Linked DNA regions of Pan troglodytes: region 1 is linked to region 2. A link is a contact called in public HiChIP or PLAC-seq data. All regions are on one chromosome and are shown on one strand. Each heading gives the region's core, a stretch centred on a gene start, on an enhancer-like site or on the middle of the called end of the contact. The rest is flanking DNA. Distances are from core to core; before and after follow the strand shown.

Region 1 (4,807 bases), core at 604-3,103, 250 kb before region 2:
ACAAGTGCCGTATAATTCCAACAATCACAATATTTCAAAGTACCATCAATGGATAGATGCCACTTGTAATACTGACACTATTTGGAAGATCTTATTGCTTTGAATCATTTAAAAAACAAAAAACAAAAAATACTAAGCTCAAGAGAGCAGTGTAGTGTAGTGGAAAGAACATAGACTTTGGAGCCACACAGCCCTAAGGCTGAATTTCTAATTAGCCTTTCACTCTCTGTGATAGCAGACTTTACTCATCATTTTTGAGCTTGAGTTCCCTCATTTCTAAAATAAGGATAAACATTCTTATTTATAAATGTGGCGATAAGTAGAATTACATTTTTTAAGGTTTGTGATAAAAGGTGTTTGATAAATAAAAATTCCTTTTCAACTAAAACTTAATATTTACAAATATATTCAGTGTTTCAAAAGATATAGAGTACCTGTACCTACTGTGGAGCAGGCACTGTTAGGGGATGGGTATATAATAATAAGACAGTTCTTTTCAAGGACTTTACAATTTAATCTAATTATTCAAAAAATAAGTCCACTAACTAAGAGATATATCCAACTCAGTCAATCCAAATTATTTGCAAGAAATCATACTAGGCAATGGGGGATGGTGGTGGTGTGAGGGAGAATCCAAAAATGAATAAAGATAGTCATTCTATGTAAGTAGGAACCTACTCTAATTGGACATGAGATGTGCATTTTACACTGAAATTTACAGTTTCCTTGCCAATAGCTTCAAAGAGGCAGAAACACAGTTTTCAACTTTTAGAAAGCAGTTTCTCAGTTATCTTAGCTGCTCAATGGTCTGGTTACATTTATCCTAAATTCAACAACCAAATAGTTGGAGACTTTATTAAATTAAAAGCTCCTAGTACAGCGTTGCAAGCAGTAGGTTTTCAAAATTTGTCAGGTTACTCATTTCTTTACCTACACCACTTTTTTTCTACTTCCTTTCCTTTATTCTATATAATGTGGAGTTCCCATACTAAGTATTTTTTTCCAAACTTTCTACTAGGAAGCCTCATTTGCTATTATTGAGGTTATCTTTTTCCCTTTAATTCCACTGATTTGTAATCTTACCTCTTATTTTATTTTTCTTGAGACAAAAAAAAAAAAAGTGCAGGGCAGTGGCACAATCATGGCTCTCTGCAACCTCTACCTCTTAGGCTGAAACAATCCTCCCAGCAGCCTGTGTAGTAGTTGGCACCACAGGCGAGCGCCACTAGGCCCGGCTAATTTTTGTATTTTTTGTAGAGACGGGGTTTCCCCATGTTGGCCAGGCTGGTCTGGAACTCCTGACCTCAGCGATCTGCTGGCCTGGGCCAAAGCACTGGGATTACAGGCATGAGCCATGGCACCTGGCCAACTCTTATTTCTGAATTATGTTTGAATCCTTTCTTTTTCTCATTTTACATTACGTTCCTATCACTTTTTAAAATCCAAGATAAACATTTTAAAGCAAAAACAACTATTATTTTAAATATTTGTTATTTTCAGATATTAGGACTACCGTTAGAATGCTGGCTTGACCCAAAATAAGGTCTGTTCTTAAAAGGACTCTTTCAAAACAAATGACTCATCAGTTTTAAAAAGCATTCCACCATTAGGTTAAACATACAAAGTACGTCCTTCTAGGACTACAACTCAATCAGAAATTAAAGTTTGACTGCAGAGTAAAGGCATAGTTTCTCATACAAATAAATGACTGGCAAGAAAAAAACGACTTTCCTTTTTTAAGGAGGAAAGCAATTTAATGTCGTTGATTATACACGACCACTTAACTTTCTTATGTATAAGCTTTGTTAAAAAAAAAAAAAGCTAAGCATTTTTTCTCATTTCTATTCATTACTTTTCAAAATCATAAAATGTAATTTCAGAAAAGATTGAGTTTGGGACAAGGATGAAAAATACGTTAATTAGAATTACTAAATTAGTACCAGATCAGGATTTTCCCAAACTGTAGTTTTGACCTGCAGTACAAACTCTATGCTTTGAGTTTTTAAACTAACTCATTAATTCGAGCTATCTCAAATCATGCAACCGCCTCCATATCTCCCAAATTCACTCCTAGACACAACTTACACCAAAAGCCACGTATGTGCTTCTACAATTAAAACGGGCAAAACGTCCTTACTTGATACACATTTCTGCCTTAAAAAAGAAAAAAATAATTCTGTGGGGTAAGTAGTGCGGGTATTACCCATATTTTATGCATGGGGCAACTGAAATCAAATCCCTGCCCTAGGCTATTTAACAGCGGAACCTCCAGTAAGGGTCCGGGGGTTCTGAGGTCTAGTCCAGCTGCGTTCACATTTCGAGGTCGGCTTTGTTAATCTTCGGACTTTAAATTCCTGCGGTTTTCTGTCATGGAGCTAAATCACCACTAAATTACTGTGTGCTCACAGAGTCCTGCAGACACGGGCCCCACTTTTAAACTGAAAAACAAGCGGGGGGCGGGGGGGGGGCACGTGACGCGCGAACCCTCAAGGCGAGATAACCGAACATCCTTGGGCTGTTTGCCGAGGCAGTCTTGGAGCCCTGGAATAGGTCACCAGGCTCCAGCGACTATAAAGCGCGGCCGCCGAAACCCGGTCCGGCTCAGATGACAATTTGGCGGCCTCTGGGTGTCTGCCTCAGTTCTGCGCAGCCCATGCTGCGCTCTTGCCACTCCGCGCCCCGCGCCTCGTGAGGCAGAGCCCGCCCCGGAGCGGCGCGCGCACCCCAGGGCCTCGCGTCGCGTGACTCGGCCAAGGCGCGCAGGGTTTGCGCCCGCCCGCGCCACTTCCGACTCAGCCCTCGGTTCAGGTTCCGGGGCGCCGCAGAGCTCCCGGCCTCTGGACCGCGCGCGGCGCTCTGGGGAATCCGGCGCCACGCGCCGTGCGGTGGCCAGGATGGAGGAGGCCGGAGCAGCGGTGGTCACGGCCGGGGAGGCCGAACTGAACTGGTCCCGCCTCAGCGTGTCCACCGAGACGCTGGAGTCTGAGCTGGAGGCGCGGGGCGAGGAGCGGCGCGGCGCGCGGGAGGCGCTGTTGCGGCTGCTGCTGCCTCACAACCGTCTGGTGTCGCTGCCACGGGCGCTGGGCAGCGGCTTCCCGCACCTCCAGCTGCTGGACGTGAGCGGCAACGCGTTGACCGCGCTCGGGCCGGAGCTGCTTGCTCTGCGCGGCCTGCGCACGCTGCTGGCCAAGAACAACCGGCTCGGCGGGCCCAGTGCGCTGCCCAAGGGCCTGGCCCAGTCGCCGCTCTGCCGCAGCCTCCAGGTGCTCAACCTCAGCGGCAACTGTTTCCAGGAGGTGCCTGCCTCGCTCTTAGAGCTGCGCGCGCTGCAGACCCTGAGTCTGGGCGGCAACCAACTGCAGAGCATCCCGGCTGAGATCGAGAACTTGCAGAGGTGAGCGGGTGTGTGCCGGAGGGTGGGGAGGCCTCGGGCGGTGTCCGGGAACCCTGGGGCGCCGGGCCTGGGCACCTCAACGTTTGTCACGTAACTATTTCCAAGCTTTCTCTTTAACTGCGCGGTAGTGAGTTCTGCCCAACCATCTCAGCAGGTTGTTGTAAATACCTAGTATGTTCGCATGTGTGACTGTTTGGTATGTTGTGTTTGGCCTATGCAGATTCTCGAGGCATTTTTTCTGTCTTCCTTATTGAATCTGGGGCGTGATCCAAACTGAGTGGAAACTCAAAACAGATGTAAATCAGAGGTTGTCACTTCTTTGCTCAAAAGTCTTCCGTGGATTTCCATCTCTATAGATCAAAGTACGTGCCTTTGAGCATGGCATACAAGGTGCTCTGATCTAACCCTTGCTTTCCACTACATTTGCAGCTTCCTCTTCTCTGTGGCAGTACCAACTACCATTTGTGGAGTTCAGTGACCTATGCATTTTCCCACGTAGAGAAAGCAGCTTGGAGTTGCTGGTAGGCACTCAGTATGTGTTGAATGGATGCAGTGCCTCTGTACACGTGCTGTTTCCCTTGCTTGGAATGTTTCCTTCACCTGGCAAACGCCTATCATCCTTCAAAAGCTATCTCAAGTTAATCATCTCTGTGATTCCTTTTTTACTACTCCCTGCACAACAATTTTTTTCGTTACTACTCCCTGCACAAAAAAGTACAGCCTATGCTGTACTTTCTCTGTGCTTCATTCATCCTGCCTTTGCATTTACCTTATTGGATATGATTCCTTGTTTACAGGAATTATCTGCTTCACCTACTAGATTATGCAGTAAATATGTTAAATTTAACTTTAGGAGGAAGCAGAGAAACAGGATAATAAAAGTGCCCGGTGGGGGAGTGGGAAATAGAGCCAAATGTATTGTACAAAACGAAAAAGAGGTATCTTCCATCTGTAAGATATTTTCACACTTTATTGTATTTTCAGAGATAACAGAACGTTAAAGGTAGAAGGGACCTCAGAGTTAAGTGTAGCAAAAGAATATTGGCCTGGGAAAAAAGAACTCCTGGTGCTCCAGCCTTAGGCAAGTCACTTGTATCCTAACTGTAGCGTATCCTAACTGTAGCTTTCTAATCTACAAATGAAGCATTTGGGCAAGATGTCTCTTCATTTACTCTTCAATAGATATTTATTGAACACCTGCCCTGTGTCAGGCACTGTCCCAAGTATTGGGGATACAATGGTGAACATGATCCAGGAGACAGACATTAAACAACTAACTATGAACCTCATTATTTAATTACAGTGGTTATGAGTTCTATGAAGACCTACAGAATGCCTTGAGACAAAATGACAGAGGCACATGGGAAAGCCCAGAGGCAAGGAGGATAACTACTAAAATTCTGAAAGAAGGAC
Region 2 (5,100 bases), core at 2,552-5,051:
GGGTCACCCTGAATTCTTTCTTGTGTGAGATCCAAGAACCCTCTCCTGGGGTCTGGATCATGACCCGTTTCCTGTAACAGATTCAAGTGTTTTTCTTTTATTTTCTATAGTATACTCCTTTAAGATATCAAAATCAGAGTATTTATATAATTTGCCAAAGGCTTGATATGCAACTTTTCATACAACCAGTCTATTTCACAGTGACAGTGTTTCAAACACTCTCCCTCTTCTTTTTGGGTAGTCATTCATTACTTTCCCATTTGGGCACACCTCACTGGTTATAAGACACATAACCAACTATGCCACATCTTGTTACTCTGGGCATATTTTCAGCAACAGGAAAAACCACAGTGTATGTTACTTCAGAGGCTTTCCTATAATGGTAATGTCTTACATCTGCTAAAGTACCTCTCCACTGTCTACAGGACAAAGCCCAGTTTTTTTTTTTTTTTTCCTGTAACATTCAAAGCTCCCTCAAACCTACCTTTTCAACCTTATCTTCCATTAGTCTTCTCTATCAGCTTTTTGTTCCAACCAAACTGGTTTTCCCAAAGTCAGAAGAACAGAGTCACACTGTCCTTAATTGCTGTTACAGCTCCACCCACATGCGGGTTTACTAAAGAGAGGGTTTATCTGATGGGTTGAAATTGAAGTGATGGAAAGTAATTTACCTCCCCTCTTCTTTCTTCATCTTCAAATCCTACTACTCCTCCTTTAAGATCACTTTAGATTGAAGTGTCCTCCACTCACCTATTATAAATAGGAATGCATGGGCAATTTATTTTAAACTTTGTAGTAACAACCATATTAACAAATTATAGGCCAGGCATGGTGACTCACGCCAGTAATCCTAGCGTTTTGAGAAGCCATGGCACGCAGATTTTGAGCCCAGGAGTTTGAGACCAGTCTGGGCAACATGGCGAAACCCCATTTATACAAAAAATACAAAAATTAGCTGGGTGTGGTGGTGCACCCTTGTAGTCCTAGCTACTTGGGGGGCTGAGGCAGCAGGATCCCTTGAACCCAGGAGGTTGAGGCCGCAGCACTCCATCCTGGAGGACAAAGTGAGACCCTGTCTCAAAAAAATAAAAACCAAATTATGTTCTGTCTCATAACTTTTATCAATTCAAAATGTGATTTTTATAATTTATTTAACTTTTCATGTAGTTGCTTCCCTAGAGGGTAAACTCCCAAAGGACACTGATCCTCTCATCCACCTTATATCAGATGCCTAGCAGGTGTCTCAAATATAATACTCACTATTGTCTAGTTTTACTATTTTAACTTATATGACAAAGGATTATCATAAAAATTTTGGTTGGAAAGCTTTGCTGAGAAATGTGAATTTTTTTTAAGAATTCCATTGTAATTAGAGGCTTCTGAGGGACATGTGAATCATAGTGAAGAAATAATATAAATGTTATTTTTTGGGCCAATTCCCCTTAAAATCAAACACAGAGGTGGGGTACAGTGGCTTACACCTGTAATCCCAGCTACTTAGGAGGCTGAGGTGGGAGGACTGCTTGAGCCCAGAAGTTCAAGGCTGTAGTGAGCTATGACTGTGCTACTGCACTCCATCCTGGATAACAGTGAGATTAAAAGATAAATAAAAGTAAAAAAATAGAAATTTATTATAAAAATACTAAGCAAAGACATTTAAATATTTTCATTTATATTTAAATATGTTATTGACAAGTTATTCTAATTTGTCTTCCTTTCCAATCTTGATCCAAATGTACTTATATTTTACAGATTGGAAATATGGTAGATATACAACCTGAAGTTCTATATTTTTCAATTAGTATTGTTTCCTAAACATATTTCTGAGTTACTTTTGGTGGTTGTATTTATTTTTACTGGCTGCCTAATATGGAGTTAATACAGCATAGTTTACTTTACTCCTCTATTATCCTGTGATATTTTCCTTTATTTTCTCTTGGCCCACATCTTAGACATTACATAATTTCAAACTATCTCAAGGTCTCCAAATACCTTGTTAAACATTTCAGCCATTGCATAACCTTTTCTTTTTGCCTGGAATGTTCTTTCCTTCCTTATCCATCTGTACAACTGTACAACTATTCTTTGTCTAAACTAGTGGTTCATAAACTTTTTTTTTTTTTCTTTTTGAGACGGAGTTTCGCTCTTGTTGCCTTGGCTGGAGTGCAATGGTGCGTCTCAGCTCACTGCAACCTCCACCTCCTGGGTTCAAGCGATTCTCCTGCCTCAGCCTCCCAAGTAACTGGTATTATAGATGCCCGCCACCACGCCCAGCTAAGTTTTAAAGTTTTAGTAGAGACGGGGTTTCACCATGATGACCAGGCTAGTCTCGAACTCCTAACCTCAGGCGATCCACCTGCCTCGGCCTCCCAAATTGCTGGGATAACAGGCATAAGCCACCACGCCTGGCTTGTCCATAAACTCTTGATCTTGAGCTAACATGATATGCACATTATAAGATACACACAGAAATAAAAAAAGGATTAAAGGTGCACTATTTTAAAGATAAATTTCAACCGGCCCGGTGTGGTGGCTTACGCCTGTAATCCCGATACTCTGTGAGGCTGAGGCAGGCAGATCACCTGAGGTCGGGAGTTCGAGACCAGCCTGACCAACATGAAGAAACCCCGTCTCTACTAAAAATACAAAAGTAGCTGGCATGGTGGCACATGCCTGTGATCCCAACTACTTGGGAGGCTGAGGCAGGAGAATCACTTGAATCGGGGAGGCGGAGGTTGCGGTGAGCCGAGATCGCGCCACTGCACTCCAGCCTGGGCAACAAGAGTGAAACTCCGTCTCAAAAATAAATAAATAAATAAAGATACATTTCAATTATTTAAGGTCCCAAACCATTTTGTTTTCACCCTCCTACTGCTATCGGGCCCCTAACAATTATTAACACTTTTTCCAATGCCTCATCGGCCAAGGGATGTTTTTAGGTTGGCCTGCAGGGTTTGAAAATTTGGTTACCAACATTTAAAAATGCAGAGATTTCACACAAAAATCCAATTTTGGGGTTTCTTTTGGGAGGAAAAAAATTGAACATCTGAGAACACTGGACCCACATTCCTGAGGGCAACAATCTGCTAGAGCTGAGCAACTGTTCCTTTTAGTTATGGCATGGATATTCCAATTTGCCATTTTCCCTATCATTCCCCATTGTCTTACACAAGGCCAGTCTCACTCATTTGCTTTACTTGTCTGGCCTCTGTAAGCCATTTGAATCTGCAAACACTATCTAGACCTTTCCTGTCTTCCATCAAAGCTTACTTTGTTCTGTCCCAAGTCCTTCATCAGTGTTTCAAAGCAAGAGCCAGGTAATCTGATCAAATATAGGTCCTTTTACATGTGCTTTCTGGAGACAGCATCTTAACAGAAAGAGATGACTCTGCAGGTAGAAATTACAGGCACCACTGGATTACAATCAGGATGGCAACTGTCTGTTCTACTTTCTGTTATCTTGACGTAGCCATACCTCACTGTTCTAAAGCAGACCAAAGGAACTGGTTCTATGGTAGAACAATGGACGCTGGTCTTACGTATGAAATCTTCTCAAGCTGCACTTTTATAGATCACCCTAGTTCCAAAAGATCCAAAGCTACCACGGGCTCCTCTGACCCCCCCATTTCCTCGGAGGCTTCAGGATATCCGGCCTGACGGCATTTCCCCTCACCTGCTTTCGGGGCCCGTTTTGCGCTGGGCAGTTGCGCCCAAGGAGCGCGCGCATCCAGCATGAGCTCATTTCTCATGGGCGTTTCCAGAGGCCCGGCCGGGCCGCGCACACCGAGCGCAGCAAGCCTCTGTATCAATGGCCCCCGCAGCTGGGCGGGGCGCGGCCGCCCAAAGGCGCTGCCTTTCTGGAAGCTTTGTTCCCATTTTAGCGTCTGAGAGCTTGCAGCCGGCTGGGAAGGCCCCCTTGGTCCGTCTGGCCCTTTCGGGGAAGAGGCCGACACTCGGCACACGCGATCCAGGGCAGAGGGGGGCCTTGGGCGCGCAGAATTGGCTGCGCCCCGCCGAGAGCCTCCTGTGGGTGGGGAGAGCCCCTCCACCCCTCTGCTCGCTTGAGCGCTCAGAGCCCAGGGCCGCCGACCGCAGCACTTTCCGATTTGCTGCACCGAGGGCCCGCGGTCCGTGTGTGCGGTTTCCACTGTTGTTGGAGGCGGCCGCAGGCGAACCGTCCGGTCGTCAGCCACGACCCGAGTCAGGCATCTCCCCGCTCCTGGGACCGGGGCCGAAGGCCAATCACACTGCAGCTAGGTCTTGCGATTGGACGGCAGTGAGAGCCGATTGGCCGCCGCCGCGAGTTTCGGGCTCCCTCCCTCTCCCTTTTGCCCCAACTCCAGCGCCTAAGCTTCAGGCCAATGAGACAGCGCTTTATAGACGCCCTCCCTTCGCTTTCTTCTCCCCACCTTGGAGAGGGAGGGGAAGTCCTGACTGGCCAGACTGTCCTCGGAAGCCCCCTTCTCTTCACCAATCACCGAAGGAGGTACGCTCCCAGCGGAGTTTTCCAGCCAATCACAAAGCGGCGGCGGCGCCCAGCCGTGCAGTTTCACCAGCGTCTCTGGGTTTCACCGTCCTCAACTCTTCAAGCCTCTTCGTAAGGGCCGGCGACTCTGATTGGCCACTGTTGCCATTGTCGAATGTCTCCTCCAGCCAGCCACCGAACAAGGCGAATTCACCCTTTCCGTTCGGCTACCTTCGGCATTTTCCGCTCTGTGGGCGTGGTTTCCCAGCGTCACTTTCTAATTGGTTTCTCAGGCTGATCGGCTTTTTCCGGGAGGAGCCGCAAACAAACGACGTCCGTGATTGGCTCCGTTCGGGCTTCGGCTCCCAGCCGAAGCGGGCGAGCGTGGGGCTCGGCCGGCGATTCCCAGACGCCTGTTACGCGGGCGGCGGGGCGCTGGGCGGTGTAAGGCTGGGTGGGGGAGGAAGGAGGTGGAGGACGAGTAGGAGGGGGGAGGAGGAGTGGGGAAGTGCAAGGCGGCTGCGCAGACAGCGCTCCTCACACAGAGCAGCCCCTGACCCGGGCGAATGCGGGCTTGTGCCGCCGCCGCCGCCGCCGCCCGGGCCAAGTGACAAAGGAAGGAAGGAAGCGAGGAG

What was found. HiChIP or PLAC-seq counts read pairs in DNA pulled down with a chosen protein or histone mark.
Region 1: a contact with region 2 is called in an H3K4me3 HiChIP or PLAC-seq map of stem cell-derived excitatory neurons, with 5 times the contacts expected there. The contact joins the promoter of LRRC58 here to the promoter of GSK3B in region 2. A contact is called at or near these places in 1 of 7 Hi-C or Micro-C datasets (stem cell-derived neural progenitor cells) and 1 of 1 datasets of contacts at active chromatin or transcription factors (stem cell-derived excitatory neurons).

The regions. Positions count from the first base shown.
Region 1 is chr2:123,649,924-123,654,730 of NHGRI_mPanTro3-v2.0_pri, reverse strand. LRRC58 (leucine rich repeat containing 58) reads left to right here and starts at 1,853. Exons shown (of 4, transcript XM_009446244.5): 1 at 1,853-3,394. The coding sequence starts at 2,895.
Region 2 is chr2:123,397,023-123,402,122 of NHGRI_mPanTro3-v2.0_pri, reverse strand. GSK3B (glycogen synthase kinase 3 beta) reads left to right here and starts at 3,801. Exons shown (of 10, transcript XM_016941724.4): 1 at 3,801-5,100. LOC134809471 (a long non-coding RNA gene) reads right to left here and starts at 1,072. Exons shown (of 2, transcript XR_010155303.1): 1 at 485-1,072; 2 at 1-71.